Regions from separate parts of the Mus musculus genome. Here regions 1, 3, 4, 5, 6 and 7 are each linked to region 2. The links are chromatin contacts, called in public Hi-C, HiCAR-type and promoter capture Hi-C maps. All regions are on one chromosome and are shown on one strand. Each heading gives the region's core, a stretch centred on a gene start, on an enhancer-like site or on the middle of the called end of the contact. The rest is flanking DNA. Distances are from core to core; before and after follow the strand shown. Region 1 overlaps Kif16b (kinesin family member 16B). Region 2 holds the start of Flrt3 (fibronectin leucine rich transmembrane protein 3). Region 3 overlaps Kif16b (kinesin family member 16B). Region 4 holds the start of Kif16bos (kinesin family member 16B, opposite strand). Region 5 has its middle 15 kb from the start of Otor. Region 6 has its middle 78 kb from the start of Kif16bos. Region 7 holds the start of Pcsk2 (proprotein convertase subtilisin/kexin type 2).

Evidence for each region. Promoter capture Hi-C pulls out the DNA fragments that hold promoters and counts their contacts. A called contact is a pair of places that touch in the nucleus more often than the background predicts. HiCAR-type assays count read pairs that join an accessible place to other places.
Region 1: a promoter capture Hi-C map of liver shows a contact between it and region 2, with 8 times the contacts expected there. The contact joins the enhancer-like site here to the promoter of Flrt3 in region 2. A contact is called at or near these places in 10 of 39 promoter capture datasets (the 3T3-L1 cell line, cranial neural crest, frontonasal cranial neural crest and 4 more), 4 of 484 Hi-C or Micro-C datasets (cerebellar granule neurons, cortical neurons and frontal cortex) and 4 of 115 datasets of contacts at active chromatin or transcription factors (SST interneurons, embryonic forebrain, embryonic limb bud and 1 more).
Region 3: a Hi-C map of forebrain shows a contact between it and region 2, with 8 times the contacts expected there. The contact joins the enhancer-like site here to the promoter of Flrt3 in region 2. A contact is called at or near these places in 12 of 39 promoter capture datasets (the 3T3-L1 cell line, 3T3-L1-derived adipocytes, cranial neural crest and 6 more), 36 of 484 Hi-C or Micro-C datasets (the 3T3-L1 cell line, the N1E-115 cell line, adipose-derived mesenchymal stem cells and 21 more) and 10 of 115 datasets of contacts at active chromatin or transcription factors (SST interneurons, VIP interneurons, astrocytes and 6 more).
Region 4: a contact with region 2 is called in a HiCAR-type map of astrocytes, with 6 times the contacts expected there. The contact joins the promoter of Kif16bos here to the promoter of Flrt3 in region 2. A contact is called at or near these places in 9 of 39 promoter capture datasets (the 3T3-L1 cell line, cranial neural crest, frontonasal cranial neural crest and 5 more), 4 of 115 datasets of contacts at active chromatin or transcription factors (astrocytes, embryonic forebrain, embryonic limb bud and 1 more) and 1 of 9 other capture datasets (embryonic stem cells).
Region 5: a contact with region 2 is called in a promoter capture Hi-C map of hippocampal neurons, with 13 times the contacts expected there. The contact joins the enhancer-like site here to the promoter of Flrt3 in region 2. A contact is called at or near these places in 5 of 39 promoter capture datasets (the 3T3-L1 cell line, hippocampal neurons, second pharyngeal arch cranial neural crest and 1 more), 8 of 484 Hi-C or Micro-C datasets (the N1E-115 cell line, cerebral cortex, cortical neurons and 2 more) and 5 of 115 datasets of contacts at active chromatin or transcription factors (astrocytes, embryonic forebrain, embryonic limb bud and 2 more).
Region 6: a Hi-C map of the N1E-115 cell line shows a contact between it and region 2, with 5 times the contacts expected there. The contact joins the enhancer-like site here to the promoter of Flrt3 in region 2. A contact is called at or near these places in 5 of 39 promoter capture datasets (the 3T3-L1 cell line, hippocampal neurons, liver and 1 more), 5 of 484 Hi-C or Micro-C datasets (the N1E-115 cell line, cardiomyocytes, cerebral cortex and 1 more) and 3 of 115 datasets of contacts at active chromatin or transcription factors (astrocytes, embryonic forebrain and forebrain).
Region 7: a contact with region 2 is called in a HiCAR-type map of astrocytes, with 4 times the contacts expected there. The contact joins the promoter of Pcsk2 here to the promoter of Flrt3 in region 2. A contact is called at or near these places in 2 of 115 datasets of contacts at active chromatin or transcription factors (astrocytes and embryonic forebrain).

What each region holds. Positions count from the first base shown.
Region 1 is chr2:142,836,977-142,840,439 of GRCm38.p6, reverse strand. It overlaps Kif16b (kinesin family member 16B), which reads left to right. Exons shown (of 26, transcript NM_001081133.2): 11 at 2,858-2,923. Among named protein-coding and RNA genes, the nearest start is that of Kif16b, 63 kb to the left of the region's middle. Within about 2 kb of position 2,184, at least 33 of the 459 cell types and tissues checked have an H3K27ac peak or open chromatin away from gene starts, as enhancers often do. A contact at or near this core is called in liver, where this site is marked.
Region 2 is chr2:140,669,692-140,672,845 of GRCm38.p6, reverse strand. Flrt3 (fibronectin leucine rich transmembrane protein 3) reads left to right here and starts at 1,370. Exons shown (of 3, transcript NM_178382.4): 1 at 1,370-1,600. All of the region lies in intron 3 of Macrod2 (mono-ADP ribosylhydrolase 2), which reads right to left.
Region 3 is chr2:142,811,458-142,814,609 of GRCm38.p6, reverse strand. All of the region lies in intron 12 of Kif16b (kinesin family member 16B), which reads left to right. Among named protein-coding and RNA genes, the nearest start is that of Kif16b, 88 kb to the left of the region's middle. Within about 2 kb of position 1,394, at least 12 of the 459 cell types and tissues checked have an H3K27ac peak or open chromatin away from gene starts, as enhancers often do. A contact at or near this core is called in cerebellum, cortical neurons and forebrain, where this site is marked.
Region 4 is chr2:142,901,327-142,904,786 of GRCm38.p6, reverse strand. Kif16bos (kinesin family member 16B, opposite strand) reads right to left here and starts at 1,822. Exons shown (of 2, transcript NR_131921.1): 1 at 1,546-1,822; 2 at 1,215-1,432. It overlaps Kif16b (kinesin family member 16B), which reads left to right and starts at 3,323. Exons shown (of 26, transcript NM_001081133.2): 1 at 3,323-3,460. The coding sequence starts at 3,416.
Region 5 is chr2:143,092,000-143,095,470 of GRCm38.p6, reverse strand. No RefSeq gene overlaps it. Among named protein-coding and RNA genes, the nearest start is that of Otor, 15 kb to the right of the region's middle. Within about 2 kb of position 1,505, at least 14 of the 459 cell types and tissues checked have an H3K27ac peak or open chromatin away from gene starts, as enhancers often do. A contact at or near this core is called in cortical neurons, forebrain and hippocampal neurons, where this site is marked.
Region 6 is chr2:142,979,342-142,982,761 of GRCm38.p6, reverse strand. No RefSeq gene overlaps it. Among named protein-coding and RNA genes, the nearest start is that of Kif16bos, 78 kb to the right of the region's middle. Within about 2 kb of position 1,796, at least 13 of the 459 cell types and tissues checked have an H3K27ac peak or open chromatin away from gene starts, as enhancers often do. A contact at or near this core is called in the N1E-115 cell line, where this site is marked.
Region 7 is chr2:143,544,494-143,547,876 of GRCm38.p6, reverse strand. It overlaps Pcsk2 (proprotein convertase subtilisin/kexin type 2), which reads right to left and starts at 1,744. Exons shown (of 12, transcript NM_008792.4): 1 at 1,213-1,744. The coding sequence starts at 1,386. Pcsk2os1 (proprotein convertase subtilisin/kexin type 2, opposite strand 1) reads left to right here and starts at 40. Exons shown (of 3, transcript NR_040354.1): 1 at 40-1,472.

The DNA of each region.
Region 1 (3,463 bases), core at 935-3,434, 2.2 Mb before region 2:
TTCAGATTGCTTCGGAACATGTGGACAATGTCCATACAACGAATACTGTTGACTATACAGCATTTTGGCAAAGGGGGCAGGCTTTAGTTTAATTTTCATATCTGTAGACTGGATAAAACTAGATGCTAGCTGTATAACCAGGCAACATTTATAATGATAAAAATAATCCTCAACATGATCAATTTATCCACATTAAGATGGACAATATACTAGGTTAAGATGGCAGCTGAGAAGCTATACCTTTGGGTCTCCGGAGGCAAGGGAATCCTGTAACTGGACATGCCCCTCAAAAGGCCCCTGGGAGGTGTGTCCTGGAAGGTGTGTTTCACTGAACTGCTACCATGGCCTATAGATTTCAAAACCAAGGTTGGCTGCATACATCCCCATGTGAATCTCTACCCTGTGTGTGGATAGCTGAAGGAGGAGTACTCTAGAGACTGCCACCAGGCTCTTGCCTCTGAGTTCTATACTTGTATTTCCCTGCTGACTAGCTATGCCTTCTGTTCATCACAGACTCCCAGTGTGGCCCATAGTCATCCAGTTAGACTGAATGGTTAGCTGAACTGAAGAAGACCCAAGAATGGTAGATAGCAAGGAAAATTATGCTGGTACTATAGGGAAGAATCACATGATGACCAAGGAGGTCCCCTCCAGGGAATTTATTCTGTTGTTATGGCCATGTATACTGTAGGCAGTTGGTACAGGGATAGTTATTGTGATGTTGTTGGTAAAGCAAATGACTAGAAAACCCCACATTTACATCACCGAGGAAAGCACCAATAGCTTACCCATGCAGTGAGTACTAAGCAGTGGAAATAAAATGACTTGTGCCGTTTTCACTTACAGTAATCTGTGAGGAGTCGTTTAGGAAAGACTAAGGCTAGTAGGTGGCCTTCTTAGAGGTGGCCCACTATCTTGCATGGCTTATGATGGATGAGCTGTGAAAGGCAAGGTCCCAAGAGACTTCATCTCAGGATTGCTTCTTGCAGCTGATAGGCCTTTCCTGTCACTATTACATAGCCTAAGAATTTGTGGACATTAGTCCACCCTATTGAGCAGATTTCTTGCAGATCAACATAAAGATGAACTTTCATGAATTAATGCTGTTTAGGTGAATTAATGATTTCATAAAATTCCTGATTTGATTCAGATAATTTTAGGAAGAAAGCTTTAAGATGGTTTTAGTTGTTTTTTTTTTTTTTTAATAAAGATGTAATTAAGTGAGAAACAAGAATAGAATGTGCCCACTCATCAAAATAGTAAGAAAACGCTGCATAGTAAAAAATACAATGATCTTCCTTAATTATACTAAAAAGATATATAGGCTTGGGACAAATTTGTGTTCAGGGAAAAACATTCAGTTCCAAGGATGAAGCCACAGGTATGCACTGTGATAAGTCAAGGCCATATAAAAACTGTTGCTTTGAACTTCTAATGAGTTTACAACAGTGAAACATTACTTTGAACTTGTTATTGATGCCTTTCTGTAGCTGCCCTTGTATCTATCATTTTATCTATGAGGTAATTCTTTCATAGAGAACGTTTTGTCTAAAGACTGTAAAAAGGCTGAAAGCAATAAAGAAAAGTGGTGTAGCCATTTTCCTCTTCAGCCGCTATGAGTGACTTCTTTCCTTTCCTTCTTTTCTCTCTGGTTCAAAAAAGAGTTAACAAGCTCCAAGCCTCTCCCCTGGCCAGTGATGGGCTCCTGGATGACTGACAGAGAAGGAAGCTCTAATAATAAATCCTTTTACTTAATTCCCCACTGCTAAATAGCATGTGTTAATTCAGTAGAAATTAGCACTTATTTAGCACAAATAATGAGTTAAAGAGTTAAAGGTCTCAGTGCTTATTAAAGCACAGGATAGCAATAAAGAGTTAAGTTTTTAGAGCTTATTTAGGCACAGAACACTAACAAAGAGTAAGTTTCCCCAGTGCTTATTTAAGCACAGAGTTAAAGAGAAAAGGAGCTGGCAGTTTTCAGCCACAGAATAAGCAAGAGAGTGTTAGTTTCCAGAAGCCATCAGCTTTTAGCCCCCAGTACAGTGAGAGAGAGAGTTACAAAACAGGAGATCATCAGACTTTTGTCTTTTGTCCAACTCTGTGTTACATTTCAGCTCTAAACTCTAAAAGGCTGAGGCTGACCCCTGGCAATAACCCAATATAAACATGGTTCTGTTAAATTCTTGCCTGGGTGCTGGACTCTTTCTGTTTGCTCCTGTGACATTTCTGGAAGCAAGAGCAGCAGACAGAGTAGGGCACTTGTGCGTCTGCCCCTCAGGTTCATTCAGCCTTAGTTATTAGACAGGCAAGTGAGCCCTATGCTGTCTACTGGTTCTAGGTTCTCACTGGATTTTGGTGTTTATCACTTGAGAGTTTTCCCTTCTGCAGCATGGGTAAAGAAATGAACATAGATTGTAGCATAGCCAGGCCATATACTGGATGCCATGCACAGTGAAACAAGTGAAGTTTGTTTGTGTCCTTCAATGTGGATGAACTGTTAAGTAACTCTGTTGGGTGCCTTACTTTTTAAACTTTGTTCTTTGTGTACATCAGAGAAAGGAAGTCTTAAAACTGTAGGGATTAAGATGTGTTTGACTTTAGTGAAATGTGGCTGTTATGGCATACTATTGCAGATGTAGGTTCCAGACTGTAGTGTCATGGTTTTGGTATTTATAGCATATGTCTTCCATGGATTAGAGATTTAATGATAAACAATACTTTGGGGGATATGTGAGAAATTACCTTTTATAACCATTTATAATATTTTTTTATGAAACTCTTTGGTAATTTGGGGAAATCCTTGACGTGCATCGTTTTTGTCTGTTAACTCCTGATGTCTTTGTGATTTAAATTGTAGATTGCCCTCTTGGACTCCCCTACAGCTTTAAGTATGGAGGAAAAACTTCACCAGAATGAAGCAAGAGTAAGTGATGGTTTGAGTTATTATTGTATTTTCATTTCAACTTTGAGATTATGTTTTAAGTCCCTTTTGTTACATCTTGCGACTGTCTGTCCCTGAGTTCTCACCATTGAGCAGAGCACTTGTGCTTTCCCACTGGGTGGGGCATACTTTCTTCATTGTACTGATCTCTAATCCCAGCACTATGGCCACAGTCTGGTTCTTGTGTTTGAGATAGAATATCACTGTACTGCTGGCTGTACTTGAATTCATGGTGTTTCTGTCTCAGCCTTCAGGATGCTATATTTACGGGCATGCACCACCACATGTAGCCCATGATGATGCTTCAAGATGAGTAATAGTTAGCTTTTTATATATGTTGCATGTTTACATGTTAGTACACAATATAAAGGGCACATAATGTCTTGCTGCAGCTAAGGTCACAGCAGACCTCCTTACAGAGAATGGGGCCACAGAACCAGCAGAACAGACAGAGACCTAGACAGTCAACATTGACAGTTATCCCCACAACTTAGAGCTAAGTACTGTTTAGCTTTCTGGAGC
Region 2 (3,154 bases), core at 121-2,620:
CTCAGTTTAACCTGCACTACTGAAGACTTCTGAGAAATTGGCTTTTCAATAGATGTTAACATGCTAAAGTCCTACTTTCATTCAGTGGGCCATTCCTCAGAAGTCAGCAAGAGAGCAAGCATAGAACAATAGGTGTCGGAACATCTCTTATCGAGGGGTCACCTTCCACTCCTGAGAGCACCCATTCTCAGAGGGGAGTTCTAAAGGTCAAACAGCTGCCAAACTCAAGTTAGGAACCACGTGAAGCTAACGGAGAGAATAGCCATGTACTCCTAAGACAGACAACTAGCCTTCAGAGACAAACAGACCATTTCCTAGAAAGGATAAAGTCATGAGCTTGTTAGAATCAAGCAAAGAAAGAAGGGAAAGGAGATTGCTATTTGGGTAAATATAGAAACAAGATTCGTCACTTAAATTCACTTACTTAGGAGAAAACTTACAAGTCCAAATAACAGAAAACTGATGATAAAATTATACCTGGAAATTAAAGTCTTGGAATCCTGTTAATTAGGCAGAGAAATCTTAGTGTCTTGCAACTGTCACTATTTATTCATGTACGCAAATTAAAATGATTTAAACCTGGAAGAACCATTTCTAACAGATATTTTAAGATATTGATGACTGCAGCCATGCTCGTGGCAGCAAAAACCATAATAATAATAATAAAAAAGAATGTAGTTAGGCTCAACCCTTTTAATTTTAGGGAAGACTGATAAATATGAGTGATTGTATCTTCCTAGTTCTGAAGTAGAGGTATACCCTTATGCACACATGTAGGTGGTCTCTCTAGTAGTACATAAAACAGTCTTCATTATGTGAAAATGCATGTGGAAAAAAAAACCTTTCTACTTCCCAATAAGACTGCTTTCTTCAATATTTTTCACTGTTCTTCCATTTTCTCCCTTCTCCTAAGTAAATCACCATTTGACCCTGCTTTCTCATTTGCCAAATCAATATTAGTTGGGATTGCCATCCTCTGTTCTCCACAGTTACGATTTTAATGTAATAAAAATAATCTGACTTTTGTTAACTTATTTTTGGTACAGATGGCTTGAGCATCAGACACCTGTTTCTCTATTGTGATCTTATAAATATTCTCCTAGCGTGCTTGTGTTTTTCTGAGTGTGCTATCACTACCTTGCAGTAGTAAACTTTAGGGAGCGCGGAGATTCCAGAGTTGCTGCCTACAAACCAAATGGCATCTCAGCTTTGGCAAACTGAAAGGCTCATTTCGGCTTCTCTCACCCCCTCTAGCGTTGGCAAAGCTCATCTGTCTGATTATCCAGTTACCTCACTGAACAAGAGCTGGGCTAAGTCCTGCCCACCTATGACATCACCCCCTTCCTCAACCACTGCGAGGTGAAGCTTTAAACTTCAGACTTGGAGGTGGGCTGCGCGCAGTCAACTGGATGCTCTCGCGCGCAGTCCTCAGCGCAGGAGTGATCTGAAGCAGGACCGCTCAGGCTGCAGCTGCCGTGGCTTTGTGTGCACTGGATGCCGCGCTCCGGAGACGGGGGAGGGTTTTTACTTCAACTCACAGGCAATGGAATTACAGCTGTAGCAGCAGGGTATAAAGGATTGCTTTTTCCTCGTCTTCCTGGTAAGTGTTTTCCATGCTTTTTCTCATAATTGTCCCAGAAACTTCGCTTGCTCTTACTCTCTAGAAGGAAATGACTAGCTTGGTTCCATGAGGGATCCAAGTAGCCACGTTTGCTCTGTCAGCAGGACGGGTCAAAGATGTGCGTGCAAGCCAGCTCTAGGGAAAGTCTTACAAAATAGCCGAATGTTATAAGTTTCTTACAGACTTAAATCATTTTTAAAAATAATAAATAGCTCCTCTCTGTTTCAAGCAATTTCTATCCGCGCAGAGCTTCACGGAAAACTGCAGTTGGAAAGTTGAGTGTTTGAGATAGGAGAGGCAGATTTTTCTCGGCTACAAAAGCGAAAGGTCGCTAACTTGGTGTGTACTGTATGTGTGGTATGATCACCTATCGCTGTTTCTATAACTGTGAAAGAAATCAATAACCCCTCAGCCCATGAGTACGCAGTACATGAAAAGCATACATCTTGCTCGCCGCCAGCAAAGCTGCGCTGGGAGACTGGGATGCCTCTGTAGAGGATTAACAGCTACACCTAGATTTGAAAGCTTGCACTGCTTATCCGGCCCCAGCTCCTTCAGGCATTCCGGGCTCGGGAATCTCAACTAGTAAATCCAACTCAGAATCTCCGGGCCAAACCATATTCCCAGTCCAGGAGACTGTCAAAGCCTATCGCTTGGGCGAGTGTAGAATGTGACTAGCATAGTAACTGGGTAGTCCACTCAGAAAAACTAACAAAGCTCACCCTGGAAGCCGTGCTTGATGTATGCAGTGAGGGGAACAGGGGAGGGAAGCCTCATCAAATGGCAAAGGCAGAGTGTCCCTTCACTTGCAACACACAGTGAAAAATATTGTATTGATACAAATGCGTTAGACCACAAAGCTTCCAAAAGGTATTTAAGTGTATCTAATTAAAAAAAATGTTTTTCAGTAAATTATGTCTGAAACAAAATGGTTGCATAAAGGTAAAGAGTGCAACAGGCCCATCTTTTCTCAACATTGGGAGCGGGTTTATTACTTATTTAGAATGAAAAGGAGATGGAAAATGTTGGTGTTTTCCAAATTACAAAATCAAATGGTTTTTAATAATTATTTTGATTGTTCTCAATAAATCTATGCTTCAAAATGCACATATTTGCTGTGTTATTGGGATGAAACAACATGGTCAAAGCCATGAAAAGTGCTTCAGCTGTGGCTATTCCTTTATTCATCCTTAACTGTGTAAGAATACCCTAACCAGTATAAACAGAAGGATGAACCTGTCAGCTCCCAGGCTACGATCACTTAGGCTTGACTCAGAGTGACAGGTGACTGACACCCATCTCTTTGGAAATGAGCAAAGAAGGTAATTCTTTTAAAGTGCCATAACATATTATTATCACTACAAATATCAACAAGCATAATGGTATGACTGTGCAAAGGCTGGTTATCACTTAGCTTCACGTATATGTGTATGCATATATATATATACTTATCAGCCTAAAATGAGGAAAAGGGTTAAAAATGTCATTACATGTGTTCAACTAAAGAACAAGAAATACCAGTTTATTGTTTTA
Region 3 (3,152 bases), core at 145-2,644, 2.1 Mb before region 2:
ATTCCCTCAGACCTTATCAAGTGAGCTGTCCTAATATTTAATCTCCCCAGTCACTGATCACTGAAGGGTCCTGTGCCTTTCTCATGTTTGCTTTACCCTGTAAACTATTCTATTGTCCCAGAGAACGCCACTCATCCAGCCACCAGCTCATTTCACATGGTCACATGGCCTTTAAGGACTGCCTGGGCATACTGGGCAGTGTTCCAGATGTGGGTCTTTGGGTCTTCCCTTTGCTTCATTCCATTCTCTCGCCCTGTTGAGTTAGACTGCTCAATTTTTTGGCCTATCCCTTTCCCTACTTTTGTTTTGTAAGCCATTGCCTCCAAGCCATGGCTGTTACTTTTAGCCAGGCAGAGGTTATTTTTGTTAAATGGGAGAGTAATGACCATGACTGTAGTAGGAAACTCCAGGTCTGTTTTAATTACTTAGAATTCTTCCTCATTTTAGACATGCATCTCCTACAATCCAGGCAAAGGTCTCGCCTACTCTGTCAACCACAGCTCACTTATCCAGAATGTTCTTTAATATCCTTATCCATCAATTGCATCCTCTTGATGAAATGATTTACACTACTTTATCATCATTATTTATTATTGTTACTTAGATAGTGCATCCTTATTCATACGGCGCAGGATCAGAGGTACACTCAATGTGCTTCAGCACCAGGTCAGGAGCCTTATACACTTTCAAAGAAAGCTTTTCACGCTCTAACCTGATTTCAGTTCAGACCTGCTTGTTAGGGAGTGTTGGTCTTCCTCCTGTCTTCTTCAGGCTGTGATAATGCTGTCTGTGGTTTGAATAACTCCAAAGTTGAGGTGCTGAAGGTAGTCACAGAGATCTTGTTTATAAAAACAAAGAGAACATGGCCAACTCACATGTTTCAGAGCATAATTTTAACATGTAGACTAGACAAGATATACTGAAACTAGTAGCTATTATATAATGAGTTTCACTTGCATTTAAATTATTCTTCAGAGTTTTTGAAAGTTGATTTAGAACAAATGACTTGTATTTTTTATTATATTAAGCCAGAGTAATTTTTTTTTGTTAGATTTAACAAGAATTCTCTGAATGTCTTCAGAATCACAAAGTAACAGTCTGCTGTTAGTAAGTAAAATACATTTTTTTAAAGTAAACAATATCAGAGCAAAAGCAGCAACAACCAAATGTGTCTTTTCTCGGGAAGCTAATCTTATCATATTTTGCATATTGTATAGGGAGGCTTGTCGAGTTAACAAGTGGCAGTCCCAACTATGGGCAAAGCCATTGTGTTTTAAGAGCAACCCACATTCTTGTTTTACAGTATTCATTATCTTGAGAATAGTTGGAGTAGATGTGCTGTTGGGAGTGGTTTGGTTTTTACCACTAGATGGCACTGCAGTTAGGGAAAACAAATCCCATAGCTCTTAACTAGGATCTTTGGCAGTGAAGCTGTCTGCAAGGACAGGATGTACTGCTAAAGGGGATTGAAGAGGCCACCAGTGATTTCTAGATAGAGTCTGTGGAGACAGATTGTGGAGATTCTAGCATTAGGGGTTATTTAGCTGGTGCCTTCTTGAAGCCACATTGACACCTGATACAGAGATGGGAACGCATCTTCATATTCTGGAGTTTCCATTCACATCCTTCTGAAATACTTTGTCTGAAGTTGCTTTACATTTAAGTGGTGGCTCTTAATGTGTGTCATAGGTGGTCATTCTGATTGGCTCTTTTTAGAAAGCTGGCCTGCTTCCTTCCCTCCTTTTCATCCTTCCCTCCTTTGCTCCCTCCCTCCCTCATGCCCTTCCCTTTTTATTTATGTGCTTCTCTTCATAAGAATCATTTTTGCAATGACTGTTTACACCATTCTTTCTTCATCTTTGGCTCTAAGGAGTTCTTAAGAGAATTAAAACTTCCCTTGCCTTGTGTCCTTGTTCTGTAACCTTCCTTGTTTGTTTAAGGCTGTCCGAATTAGTGAATGTGCTCAAAGAGAGAGAGAGAGCTCTCTTTTTGGCTTCATATATTGAGAGCCAAGAGTCTTCTAGAAGAATGCTCAGGTTAAGATTTTTTCCCTAACTCTCTCGTCATTTACATGGCAGCAGGCAGAAGGCACTGCCAGCAGGCACAGGTACACTGCAAGGTGGCAGAAAATAATGCTGAAGGTCACCTCGCTCAGCTAGATGGTGGCTGTGTGACATGGGTGACTTACGTAGACTCTATGTCGTTCAGTTTCAAGATCTGTGAAATGGGGCCCATAGCATCTCATTAGGTTGCTGTGAGAATGGAGGGATAGTGGTAAAGCCGCTTTGTCGGTTGGAGCCCTGAGCAGGGTAGAAAAGGGTTTCTCAGGGCTTGAGCTCAAAGCATCTGTTCTCCTAGGAGCTGAGGCTGCTGGGGAAACTGAGGGAGTGTAGTTTAGCAGTTGGGGTACAGAAGAGCCCAGCTATAGAAAGGGTGTGAACAGCAGACCTTAATTTCCTAGTTAATACTTCCTTTTCTTCATTACTGCTTGAAAGAAAATAGTGAGCTAATTTAAATTCTGCTCATATATTCTGAAGACGCTTTTCTCGTTTAGTTTCATTATCTGAACCATCAGTATTTCTTTTGAAGTGTCTAAGTAGTGCATTGAAATTTCTTACTCATTTCTCTCATTTCACATTGAATTAATGACAGAGTATTCGAAGTAGATGAAGTCTTAGGGCTGATCTTATCCAACCTTGTCATGAGACACTGGGAGTGTAGAGCCTGCACACAGGGTTTCTGCTGCAACTTCTCAGGATTACATAGGGAATGGGTGTTCAAGCTGAGGTCAGAATATTATTCTCTGATTTCCAGTTCAGCATCCTACATAGAAATGACCAGTCTGGTGTGTTCCCGAGTCCCTCTTTCCTTCACAGGATGCATTAAACTTTATTATATCAAAAAGTTGCAAATAAATATGTATAAACTTTAGGAACTGTTTGTTGATGAGCTTTCCTGGCATTACTCTAGAGGAGTGAGCTCCTTCAGTGAGTGTGGGGGTGCCATATTAAAGCAACTAAAGGGGATTTTGTAGGTATGTGACAGGGGAGGGAAGAGATGCCTTGAGATATGAGAGTGGGGAACACCTTCAAAATTAAAGTCAGCAGGCTTGCTTTAGAACTTCAGCAATCTTTGTTGGGTATTTCTGTGGT
Region 4 (3,460 bases), core at 573-3,072, 2.2 Mb before region 2:
TTTCCTTCTGATGAGGCTTTTCCCAGATGATTTAAATGCTTTGAAGTGAAATCAACATAGTGTTTTGGGTTTTCTCACTTTGTACTGAAGTTGTTAAGACTTAGGGACTGTAAATCACCAATACCTATTTGGAAATGATAAGGTCGCTTAAGAACCAGCAAGAAGGGGCTGGCGAGATGGCTCAGTGGGTAAGAGCACTGACTGCCCTTCTGAAGGTCCTGAATTCAAATCCCAGCAACCCCATGGTGGCTCACAACCACCCATAATGAGATCTGGTGCATTTGAAGATAGCTACAGTGTATTATTATAATAATAAATAAATCTTAAAAAAAAAGGACCAGCAAGAAATTCAACAATAAATGAAGTTCAGAATGTTACTGCAAAACAGTCACCTCCTGCCTACACACACACACACACACACACACACACACACGCCTTTACATATTCATGCCTGACTTACTTTTGAATGTGTGTGTGTAGTGTGCACCTGTGCTGGCAGAGGCTGGGAAAGAACATTCGATCACCTAGAGTTACAGATGGTTGTAAACTGCCCGATGTAGGAGCGGAGAACGGAGTCCCCATCCTCTGCAAAAGCATCAAGTGCTCTTAACTGGCAAGAGTCATCGCTCCAGCCCCAGAATAACTGTTTTACATCCATCATGTAAACGATATGAGATCCAAAACAAAAACCAATGTTTCTGAACAAGAACCACAGTATAGAAAATAAATATAATGAAGTTATGTGTCCTTTTGTTAAATAACAAGTTATAGTATCAGCTTCACAACTGGCCTAATTTCAAAGTCAAAATAAAAAAGGAAGAACAATCTGAGAGAGCTGCAACAGTCCCTAAATATCTGTGATTTCCAGTATCATCAAAATTTCAGATGTTACTACAGCTGCACATTTTATTTTAATTAGAGGAGACTATATAGAGGTAATCCCCCCCCCCCCATACACGTTCAGGAGCTTTAAGAGACTTTATTTGGTGATTCTTCTGAGTAACAGTTCTCCTGGCAGTTGTCCTTACCAAACTGATGCTGTGCTTAGCAGTTAGTCAATGGGGAGCCTCACGCGGGGAGCCTCACACTTGACTTCCGGAGGAAGCTTCTGTGCAGGTTAAGTCCTGGAAGACTTTAAAAAGTCTAAAATTTCTAAAGACAGAAACAAATGAAAGGGGTACCAGAGATTCATTGGAATTTGAGAAGATGAGCAAGCCCTTAAAAACCTTCCTGTTTATTCATTTTTCTTGGTGCAGAGAGTAAATTAATCAAGGGGTGGCTGTTCAGTCATTTCTCTGGCGAGAAACCTCGCTGCTTCTAGTTTAAAATCCGCAGGCTTGCTGTTCGTGTTCCGTGGGCCGCAGCACTTTGTCGGTTGTGTCAAATCGCAAGGTGGTGTTGGAATCAGAGGATTATGTACACGTGTAGGCTGCTGGAAATTATGGATAGAATGGCCTGCATAAGCCCAAACTGGACAAGCAAAACCTCCAGGAACAGGAACTCACATTAACAAGTGATTTGCAGTTGAGTGCAGAATTCGCACACCTGTTCTTGGTTGTCTTGGTTGCTCTCAGCGACTCTACAGCTGGTAGGGTGTTGAAGCCCTGCCCGCCCGAGAGCGCACCCTACACAGTTTGTCCCCAAGCAGCTCCCATATACGGCGGGCTCCGCCCCTGCCCGTGGCTGCCACAGCCGGGTGCAGCCTGGCTGGCGGCTGTGCCTGGACCCGCCCGCTGCTTCTGCTATTGCGCATGCGCCCCATTTTCAACCCTCCGAGTTTTCCCGCCCTTGATTGGCTGACTCTGCGCCCATTTCTAAACTTGTAAGCGCCTTAGTCCAGGCTTTGTAGGACTCCGAACAAAGGGGACGTTCTGATTCTACCCTACCTTGAAGGGTTCTAGGAAAGCTGAGATGAGGACTCCTGGTACTAGTGGACCACACATTGGCCGTCGTATTATTTCACTTAGTCTATTATTAAACCCTTGGAGTTCCAGTTTAGCAGGCGAGGCAGACTGGAAGACTCAAAGCTAGTATTGGAGTTCGAGCCAAAAACCCGGGAGACTTTTTCGGCTCCCCTCAGGGACTTAAGCAGCATCACATCTAAGCTTTCTAGAGACCATTTGAACCGAAGTCATCTGCCCGGGAGTGAAATAATAGCGGGGATATGCTGGTCTTGAGGACAGAATGTTCCATTGTGGTCGTTAGAGACCTCGAGGGTGAGGAGGAGCAAGTCAGTAGGCTTGCTTTATACTCCATCAGCAAGTGCAAAGGCAGGAGATCAGGGTCCAGGAGGAAGGCTGGTCTGTAAGTTTTGAGCGACCCTGACTGGGGCAGGAGGAAGATAGTTGATACTGGAGTTTTTGTGTCCAGCAGGTGACTTACAGGTGAAGGCATAGGGTTAACTGAATGAATTTACAGGGAGATAGCCCGGTAAGAAATCACTGATGCCAGGGGCTTTAGCTCATAAAAAAAAAGGGAAGAATAAGAAGAAGAAGGAGAAGGAGAAGGAGGAGAAGGAGGAGAAGGAGGAGGAGGAGGAGGAGGAGGAGGAGGAGGAGGAGGAGGAGGAGGAGGAGGAGAAGGAGAAGAAGAAGAAGAAGAAGAAGAAGAAGAAGAAGAAGAAGAAGAAGAAGAAGAAGAAGAAGAAGAAGAAGAAGAAGAAGAAGAAAGAAAGAAAGAAAGAAGAAAGCGGGTGTCCTCACTTTTGATCCAATGACTAAAGTTAAATTGCTAAACTGTCCCCAAAATGCAAAAACTCCCTTTAGATATGATTCCAACCAATATAACGACATTTCTATCTGCCTAAAAAAATCCTCGATCCTTTGTTTTCTTGGTACCCTAAATTTTGTGGTTCAGAACACATGCTTAGAACTCTTTGAAGAAACAGAGCAGTCCCTCAGAGTTCTCCACGACCTTTCGCTTCTCAACAAGACAGATGAGTTGACGAGCACGGGCCGTATAAAGTCAGGACCATGTTATTGGTTGCAATGCTCGTTTTCGGTAGTCCATTCCTCGGTTTCCTTGAGAATGCTCTAAATGCAGTGATCGTCCTGGGCCTGACTGGGTTTGACTTTCCGAGTTAGAGACAGCACAGCCGGTTGCCATTGACTTCGAGGTGGGGCTGCGCTGGGGCGTGGCCACCGAAGAGGCGGGGCCCAGACTTCCGGGCCCCGCCCCTTCGCGCCGTAGGCAGCTGCCAAACCCCGGTGCGTGGATCACGCGGGCCGGAGCCGCTCTGGGCATGCTCAGTGGCCTGGCAGGTGTGGCCGCCTAGCAACTCCAGGTCGGCCCTAGCCGAGGGGCGGGTGAGAGGGAAGTGGGCGGGGGCGCGGGCACGGGCACAGTCGCTGGAGTGGCCGGCGGCCGCGGGGCGCAGGCCTGTTGGAAGCCCCCGCGGGCCGGGCCGGGATGAGCTATGGCATCGGTCAAGGTGGCCGTGAGAGTCCGGCCCATGAATCGC
Region 5 (3,471 bases), core at 256-2,755, 2.4 Mb before region 2:
AATTTTAATTGTGTCCACAAATGCACAAAGACCCTCTAAATATAATGATGTGCGTAGGAAGATCTTCAGAGAAAGGTTAGACAGGATGACGATAGCAGAGAAAGTGGTATAAAGGAAAACAGAAAGACAAGCCCGGAAGAGACAGCTGGTGTTATTGAAGTCGACAATGCACACATTACAGAGGGGCAAGGAAGTGCTATTTTTATTTGAAAAGTAAGAAGACATTGTAATCATCTTCAGGAAGAAGTCGTAAAGCAAAGAGGGCATGATAGCTGTTTGAAAGGCAATTAGGCTATCTCTTGGAGGAGATGGGAAATAGATTCCAGAAGAAATGCAAGGAACCCTTTTGACCCCATCATGTGTCAGTACTTCACCAGCCCGGAGCCCCCGTGGAGCTGATGTGTTAGAGATGGCTCTGGGAGAGATGTCAAACCAGGAGAAAAGCAGCAAGGGGTGAGGTGTTGGGAACAATAGAGAAAAGGGTTCGTGGGTGCTCTTCCATATGTTGCTGATGGCAGGTGGCAGTTCTGTCTGGGTTGCAAGCTGTGTATATGATAAGCGTGCGACAGTGAATCTGCAGAATCCTATTTTTCATGTTTTGGCTCTACCTAATGACTCGTTACAAAAAAAAAAGGACTTACAAAACATACCTACCTGGATAATTGGTTAGGCCTGCCTGGTATTTGTCATTCTTTCCAAATTCACCAACTGATTATTCATGTCACCTTTTAGTGTAGGTTACTTTCAACTCGGTGCTGCTCACACAGGGGTTCAGAGTACCCACTGATGGGGTGCTGTCTTTAGCACCATCAACCATAGAGGTTTAGCAGCATCCCTGGCTCTTGCTCCTGAATGTTAGTAGTCTCCTCCAGCCACGCCTGAAAGTTTCCAAATGCTACTGGCCGTAATGAGTCAGAATAACTTTTGGTTAAGAACTATGTTGTTCCCTGAAGTAGAAAATAAAGGGATGGTTTTCACTAGCCATATTCCAGCAGAATGTCATGAGCACGCTTACAGACCGTCACAAAGCTGGTCATCTGGCTTCAGATCTCAGCCTCCCACCCCTGCTTTATGGCTCAAATGACAAATGTTGTCTTTTGGAGCCACCCCGCAGAGCCATCCAAGACACCAGGAGCCGTGTTAATTGTTCTCCAGACAAGCTACCACTCTGAGCGCAAGGTGTTATTGCTGCTTTCTAGAAATGAATTAAACCAACTCAAACAAATTATAAACTCTGCAGGGCTCCATATCAAAAGGAAACAGGCAAGATGGGTTTGAAAGAGAACCATCCGCTTTCCCCTAACATGCGGATTTTCAAATCTGTCAAATTTATTTTTAAGGTCTGCAGCAAAGGCATATTAATACCTCTTATCTGTGCCAGGTGTCAGGCAGATTTAAATATCATGCCTTGATGGGAAGAGACGAAATGGAGGCTCCATGAGTAACTAGTCTGGATGCTTCCATGACAACCGTACCTGGTTTCCTTTGGAAATGTAGCCCTGTGTGCTGGATCCAGACCAACCACTGGAGGTCACCCTAGCCCTATCGTAAAGTTTCACGGTGTACAGAAGTACATCACTGAGAGAATCCTAGGCTAGATTAGCTGCAGAAGCTCCAGGGGGTGCAACAGGACTTCCTGAATATTCTGAGATCCTGTGAGGGTGAGGACAAACAAAGTGAAAGTTGGCCCCTTGCGAAGGCAGCTGCAGCAGATGAGGTCAGTGTGGTGGGCAGACGCCTCTATTTATGAGCTTCTGGGGTTCTACTGTTTGTTTCCAATCTCTAGCAATCACAACCTACTGGAACCATCTTTGCCAAACTGCAGAACTTCGTGGTAATGATGCTTACCTACTAAAATCCTTAGCCAATGACTTGTCTATCACCGTAACACAATACTAGAGGTTGGGTTCTTTATGAAGAACAGTTACTTAGCTCACTGTTTCAAAGGTAGAACGTTCATGTTGTCTGGTGAAGACTTTTCTTGCCCTGTAGTGACTTGGTAAAAGGGGATGAGGCAAAACAGAATAAGCACTTGCTGCAGAGTCTGCTTCCTCAACAAAGCCACTCCTGAGCCAATCCATTAATGAGCTAAGCCCTCACAGCTCCATGATCTCTCAAATGCAAACATCGTAACTATCCTTACCATAAGATCGTGTGCATTAAGTTTCCAATACATGAAATCAGGAAATTTGTTCAGACCATACCAAAGAATATGCCAAAGAGTATACAGAGACAGCCTAGCTTCCTTGCCTTGGAGATGAGTGGCTCTGTGGTGATTTAGCATACAGGAGCATAGCTCAAGTCCTCTCTGGGGTCAGGCCAGAGCCAGCCACCAAGACTTTACCTGAGGTGGCATTCTGGCTGAGTTCCTTCCTTTTCCTGTCCTTCTGCTCCATACTATCCACTTCCCCTGAGAGCTATTCTTTGATAAATCACTAAGCATAAGTCTCCACCTTTGGGTCTACTTCTGAGCAAGCTAACCCAATACATCAGTGTATCATCAGTGCTCACGCATGTTGATTCTGGTCATCACCCTAGCTGCTGTATGTGGCACTGAGATTTGTAAGTCCATCCTTTCATAGTGGCCCATAATTCCTGTGGCATTTTTCTACAGGATTGGTAAACATCTACTGCTGCATCCCAGCAGGTCCAACTGATGCCTCTTCTGTCTATTGTCCAAACAGCATGGAAGGCCATTCTTGTGGCTACCTTGTGGATTCTTCATTCTTCTGCCCTTCTCCACCTCTTTTGCCCTTTCAACCCCCTAACACTAGATAGAAGAGAAAAAAGGACAGAGGGAAAAAGTGGGGTAACATTATCGTTATGCTGCTTCCAGCTGATTTATGAGCATCAAGTTTCTTGGGGCAAGTTTGACCTTCACTGTATACCTAATTTTTATTATTATTATTATTATTATTATTATTATTATTATTATTATTATTACTATTATTATTATTTTGTGCATGACTACTTAAAAAATTGCAACCAACACCAACCAACCAACAACCAGCAACCTACCCTGACTCTCAGGCCCTAGCATTTATATGCCCTCTGAAAAGTGCCCAGATTCTAAACATCACACAGTTGTAGACACTATCTGCCACTGGCAAAATCACGCCCTTGCTAGAGCACAAGTCAAATCATAGTCAGCTGCCGTGGACAATCTGAAGTAGGCCTATACCCCACACCTAGGATTAAAACTAAAATGTATCATTTTTAATGCTTTTTAAAGAAACCAAAATTGTCACGACAAGGGCTGGTGGTGCTTCTTCTCAGGAACCAAAGCCCTGTGCAGTCCATCCATCCGTGGGGGTCGCCGACAGTACGTTTTAAAGCCCAGAGAAGAACTGGGAAAGTAGCTCAGAGGGAGGGCACTCGGCTACCATCCATGAGACCCTGGCTTGATATTTAGCACAATAATAATACCATCCAGGGAAATATTTAGAAGTTAATTTTTAAAGTCCCTTATAT
Region 6 (3,420 bases), core at 547-3,046, 2.3 Mb before region 2:
TTGACAAAGGGTATAGTGTGGGACACACTGTGACACATCTACAGCTTCCACAATCAGACTTTTTCTTTCTCTGTTGGGGGGATGCTACAGGGGTGGAGGGCCAGTACAAGGAGAGTGGAGGATAAGTGGAGTTGGGGTGCATGACGTGAAGTTCTCAAAGAACCAATAAAAAGTTAAAGAGAAGAAAATTTGTGTTTAAATATGCTTTGCCCATTGGATTTCTCACTCAGCTATTAATTTAAAGCTCTGAACAATTAACGAACAAAACAGCTACTGCCACTTGAGCCTCAATGTAAAAGATAATGTCACTCTTCTCACAAAATTACTGTGTGGTTTAAATAAGATAATACTCACAAAAGTACTGGACAGTGTGTGTGTGTGTGTGTGTGTGTGTGTGTGTGTGAGTGTGTGTGTGTGTGTGTGTGTGTGTGATATTTGGCTATGTAACAAGTGAGTCCAAAGTTGAGTGGCTTAAAAATTTACCTTTTCTTAAGAGTTTGTGGTTGGCTTTCTGATTTTCTTATTGTTTCTGGGTTTGCATGGGCAGCTGTTCTGAGCTTCAGGGTTGACTTAGCTCTCTCCGTGACATTTTTAGTCTCATGGTAGGTGGTTGGGCTTCCTCGTATGGTACTGCACCATTCCCAGAGGGAAGGTTCTGAAACCTTTATCATGCCTCTACTTCTGTCACATTTCCTGATACTCTATTGGTAAAAACAAACTAAGTAGCCAAATCTAGAACCAGTATGAGCCATGTCCATACCCAAGGGCATATTTCATTGAGGGCATTCGTCATAACAATTCATCATATCATACTACCATTTAGTCAGCCTTCACAAAGTACAGGTGCTAGGACAAGGATCACTATATACCAGGCCATTTACTTTGCTGATAAGTGGAAAGCAATAGGTTCTTTTGTCTCTATTTCACAGACAAAAAAGAAAGAAAGAAAGAAAGAAAGAAAGAAAGAAAGAAAGAAAGAAAGAAAGAAAGAAAGAAAGAAAGAGAGAGAAAGAAAGAAAATGGAGACCCTACAAAGTTTCCATCTTGCTCAAGATCTCACTATGTGCAAACGACAAAGCTGAAAGTCAGTGAGACTTGTGGAGCATCACTAAATATTGAGAAGGCAGGAAAGGGAAGGGAGACGGAGAAATATTCTACTGTTTATGGTATACTGAGTTAGCCTCAGAAACAACCTATGCCAGCAACCAAAAGAATAAAGAATTAAAGTAACGCGTCACCACACCTTAAAGCAATTATACAGGCTTTTCCTTTTTCCCTAGCCTTTGTGTTAGTGTGAGAGACCGAAAAGCTACATGTCAGTCTGAAGCAACCCATTTTCCAATGCATTGCTCTATCTCTAAGATTGTTGGGGGCTGATAAGGAATATGAAGCCTGCTGAGATGCTAGTAATATTGGGTTTTCACTTTTGCTCAATTCCATGTTTATTTCCAAACCCCACACAAGAAGAAGCAAAGATATTAGACAAATCACATATACAAAATAGCAGATAAAGTCAATGAAAGCATTGCAGATGTGCCCCAGCAGAACTGAGAGTTGTTATCTTTCTTTGAAAATGGGACATGGCTTGGAAAGTGAGCATCTCCATAGAAAAGCTGGAAACCCTCTCCTCAGATAAAAATCTCATTAATATTTCTTTTTGCAAGCAGAGAGGCAAAGAAAAGATTTGTTGAGATGGAGACAGTAGAAGCAGATAGCAGCAGTCCCTGGCTGCTGCCTTCACAAAGTGGAGGGAGGAAATAAAGGTTACATGAATGAGGATCGTTAATATTCACAGCAGCATCTGGTGCTGCGTTGCCAGGAGACAGTAATGAGAATGGAGCATCTTCCAGGTCTAATGGCATTACGGCTGCCACATCAATCCTGCCGTCCCCAGAAATAAGATCTCTATCATTTGCAAACAGCAAAGCATTGGTGACTTGGCTGTCATTCTGGAAGGTCACTAAAAGATATGCAGATGAGTTGCCCATATTTCTTGAGCTGACACCCTCCAGCTTCCCTAAACAGCTTTGTGATTTTGGGGACACCAGCTGACAAATCAACTTGGAAAAGAGTAGAAGTTCAGATTCTTGGTGCCTGGGATCCCTAACCAACCTTGGGCTTCTGGATACATTTACCTCTAAGTCTAATAGGTGCATTCTTGAAGAGTTTAGTTCCATCAACCCTGTGAGCTCATAACTTGCATGAAGGTTGTAAGTTTCTCAACTGTAAGCACTGTGACTGTAAGCAGCTTATAGAAGTAACCATACCCTTTATGCCAATGCTTCCATTTGGGTTCTCTCTAGAACAAACGCCTAAACAAGGAGATTCAACCTGAGCTTGTTGCTTCCCATTGGCTGATGGAATTCTTTAAATATGAATGCTGTCCCAAAGTTCCTTGTTCTGTTCTTCACACATGGGCCAAGAATTGTCGCTTTATTTGCATGTAGGCACATGGCTCCTTTTACAATCCTATCACAATCTCCATTCTTTCTTGGGAAAATTTTCTAAACATATTTTAAGATCATGTTCACAAATTGATGCAAAATTGCTTTTTCATATTAGTATGAAGAACATACAGTGAACAAAACTAAAGTCATTGCCCTGATGGAAACATCAGTTAAGTGTTCTGAGCCCATGAACAAATACATAAACTCTTATTGAGACAATTGACAAATAGTTATTGATGATCTATTCTAAATGAAGTATTTATATAAGAATCAAAGACACTACATGGTCTGAAATGAAATGTTATATCTTCTTAGAAATTACTACTCACTACTTAAGTAAGACAATGAGACCTTAAAAATAGAAATCAACATATCTGGAGATAAGAGACAATGGCTGGAGATCAGTTGTATAACTTTACGAGGTGGTCAGAAGCCCCTTCAAAGATCACATAGAGCTGAGACATAAAGATGTCACTCTGACCATGGTACATACAGCTAGGTCACGTTGTCTCCCAAGAACTTTGTTGGGGGGGGTGGGGGAGTACATCTCTTTCCAAGCTCATGTTCAGGGATGTCAACTGATATGTGTTCATAGTGGCTGGAAATTAGAGAAAGCAGTGCCCTGGAAACTGGCAACTGTCATGAATCAGAACTTCTTTTCCCCAGAGGGTTGATGTTATTAAGCTTTTTCCAATACTCAGCCTTGTGCAGATGTCAAGAGAAGGATTCTTCTTGAAAGAAGGAATGCCCGGTGAAGGCCATAGGCTATGAGAATGTCGTATTTGTTGAGAAGGTCAGCATTCACACAACAGTCATTTTAAAAGTACAAATCCCAGGCATTGGCGGCAACATGCCTTTAATCCCAGCACATGGTAGGCAGGGGCAGGCGGATTTCTGAGTTTGAGGCCAGCCTGGTCTCTACAGAGTCAGTTTCAGAACAGCCAAGGCTACACAAGGAAACCCTGTCTCAAAA
Region 7 (3,383 bases), core at 495-2,994, 2.9 Mb before region 2:
CGCTCCTGAAGGAGTCATCCTAGTAGCTGGGAACTCGGCAAGAGACATAGGAAGTTCTGACAGAGGAGACCAGCCTGTGTTGCCCTTCTAGGGAGGGAACCCAATGCTCTCTCAAGCCTCTTTTCTTGTGGGATCAGGAGGGAGGGGACAGCCCACGGGTACCAAGCTGCATCCTTTGACCTTCCATTCCCCTCAGACTGGCTTCTCCTTGCATCCTCACTCTCCCCTAGCGGTGCCAGGTCCCCTAAGGACACTCCAGATCTGGGATACAGATATTTCGCAGGAAGAGCAGGTCAGGCATGCTCCCCGCCAAATGAATTATTCTCCTCTGTTCCCCGCAGGACGAGTACCCTAACTTATCCAGAGGTTGCCAGAGGCACCCAAAGCTCGAAATCTTATCCAAACAGTTCAACTTGGACAACTTCTTGGAATGGGGATCCCCGTGCTCTCTGGGGAAAACCGCGCTGGCTGCCCACACATCAGGAGAGGACACCTCGACTTTTCCGGGGGGAATCCCCCTCAGAATCCATCTCTCTTGGCAGCGAGGTGTCCTAAAGAAGCAAATTAAGAACTCTCCAAACAGGAGTGCGCTTCTGGAGTGGGAGGTCGTGGGCAGGAGCCAAAGCGCACAAGTTCAGCACTCGTTTTGGACAGAGAACTCCGTCCTTGTTTCCAAGTCAGAAAGCTCTTGTCCACTGGGGAAAAAAGCAGGGACTGAAAGTCGCTGGGAGGGAAGTCCTTAGGCGTGGGTCGGAAAACTGAGGTGAACTGCAACGCTCGATCTTTGAGCCATGTCGGTGGGAAACTATTCTTTCTCCGGGGCGTGGGGGGCTGGGAGACTTCCCTGGCAAAGCAGTCGACGTAAGCCCAGCTGCTCTGGACTCTATCCCTCTGTCCCTAGGCAGCCTGGAGAACTTGGTACCTCGGACAGCAGCCGGGGCGCACAGCATCCTTTGTAAGGTGCGGTCTTATTTTGCCCCCACCAAGTCAAACACCAACAAATTATTTCTCTGACCTTTCTAATACAGATGAAGGACATTTTAATTACATAACCCATGAAAGATCACCGGAGGCAATGTCGTGTTTGAGAACCGATGGCAGAATAGCTGCATAGCATAAAAAGACAGAAAACTTGCAAATCTGCAACGAGATTGCGCAAGGCTGTCCCTCCTCTGGAAACAACATGTGAAATGTATGGAAAAAAAATCTTACCTTTCGGACTCCAAAGCCGTGTTCTGCTGCAACTTGGCGAGCCTCTTCCTCTCCGTCTTTATGCAACTCCACAAGAAAATGATTCGTGAAGACGGGTCTCTCGGCAGACGCAAAAACCATCACACAGAAGAGGAACCCGGCCGCCTTCCACTGGGATCCACAACCGCCCTCCATCCTTCTTTGGGAGTGAAAAGTGGGGCTGTGAGGCGCGCAGGGTGGTGGAGCAGGGGACGAAGAGGGAAGATGCAAATAAAAAATAGGTATGTAGTTTTTGTTTCTGTTTTTCTTTTTTTTTTTTTTTAAAAAAAAAAATCTTTGTATAGCAAAAGAGGCAGAAAAGAAGCTTGGCAAACAGCAAATCTGTACGCTGTCCACCAGCAGCTGGCTGCCAGGGAAGCCGGGGAGTCGCGCAGCCCGGCTGGCTGGCAGGGGTGCGAATGTGCGGAGCTGTGTGTACCCGAGAGAAAGAGCTAGTGTGTGTCTGTGCTTGATGCTAAATCTGCATTTTCAGCTCCTCCTCGGCTCCAATTCTAGAGGGCTGGAGGCGAGCGCCAGCCCGGGTGACGCGCGCCCGCCAGCGGCCAATGGAGGCCAGAGGATCGGCGGGCCCCGCCCCGGGCCGCCCCGAGCCCGCCCCCGCCCGCCCCCGCCCTCCCCTGCCCAGCTGGCTGCCCGGGTCCCCGGGGGCGCCGCGAGCCCGCGCCCCCGCCAGCTCGGAGCGGCTTTGCTCCGCCCGACCGCTGCGCGCCCAGGAAAATCCCCCCCGCTGCCACCCACTGCCGGCGCCCGGTGATGTCATTGTTTGTGGAAATCTGCACAGCTCCGGGCAGGGAATTACGGTGCGTGCCGCTTCAGAGGCCCCGAGGGGAGCGGGGGGGCCCCCGGCCGGCCGGCCGCTCCCTGTTGCTCTTCTTTGCTAGTCTGAGCTACAAAACAACTCTCCTCTCTTTTCTCTCTTCCCTTCCCCTGTCTTCCCTCCTCTCACTTCTTTCTCCTCTCTTTCCCTCTCCACACCTCTCCCATTCTCCCAATAACAAAGCAAATTTGATCCTTCCCGCCCCCTCCACTTTGGGCAAATCCCAGGCTGGGAAGAGCATCCTTCTAGAGGTGACTCATGGGGGCAGGAAGGAGCTTTTTCTCTGTTCTTTTCCCGGTGCTCCAAGGAGGCCAGAAACTAAACATCTGGCAGTCCAGCGGGAGTCCGGACTGCCCTCCCCCCACCTGCGATGGCTATTAGAGACTCCTCTAGAGTCAGCGCTGCACCTGCATCCCAAGACTGCCAAGGGAGACGTGATGCTTATGCTGGGAGACAGATTCTTAGACTCTGGGTTTGGGGCTGCATCAGGACCAAGAATGTCAGAGTTTAAGGAGGTATAGTCATCCATCCCAGGCGTAGGTCAGGATTCCTGCTAAGAGTCTGGCTGCATGATAATTTAGGCTGAGTAGGCAGGGGGCAGCTGTTGTCCAGGTCCAGTTAACTGCTGAGGTCTGACTTCCCCTTCTTGCTCTAGTGTAAGGAAGTAGATCCAGTCTGCTGTAAGGAACTGAGAACCATTGCTCTAAGTAATGTAAATATTAGCTGTTATGGAGTATATTTACATCGTTTTTTTACCATTTAACACCAAAGTTTAAAAAAAAAGTCCTGTTATAAATTGGATAGTCAGGAAGATGCTTTTTCATGGGAAAGAGCGGAAGAAAAGGGAAAGAGAGAGAGAGAGAGAGAGAGAGAGAGAGACTTACTTGACTTGACACCACACCCAGCTACACCCACCCCACTCTCCTCCTTAGCACAAAATCACAGTGTATACAGGAGACACAGGAATGGTGGACAGGAGAATGCTTACTGTACAAGGCACATCGTCTTCACTGACTTAGCTACTCCCCAGCATTGCTAGAGAAGTATAAGCAAGCTCTGCGGATGGGTTCTATCCAGCTGTAGTCTTCAGCATACCACATCTTCAATTTTGATTGAATTCCTTTAAGACAACCAGGAAAGGCAATGGGGAGGTTTGGTAGCGAGGATTCCAGAATGGAAGCAAGGGTTTTAGAAAATTATTAATGAACTAACAGATCAGCCTGGAAGCCTCGGCTTGGAGCTGCACACATTAGCTCATTTCTGCCAGGAATGCTTTCTTATTATCACTATGTTGTACCACATCACCCAGATCGGG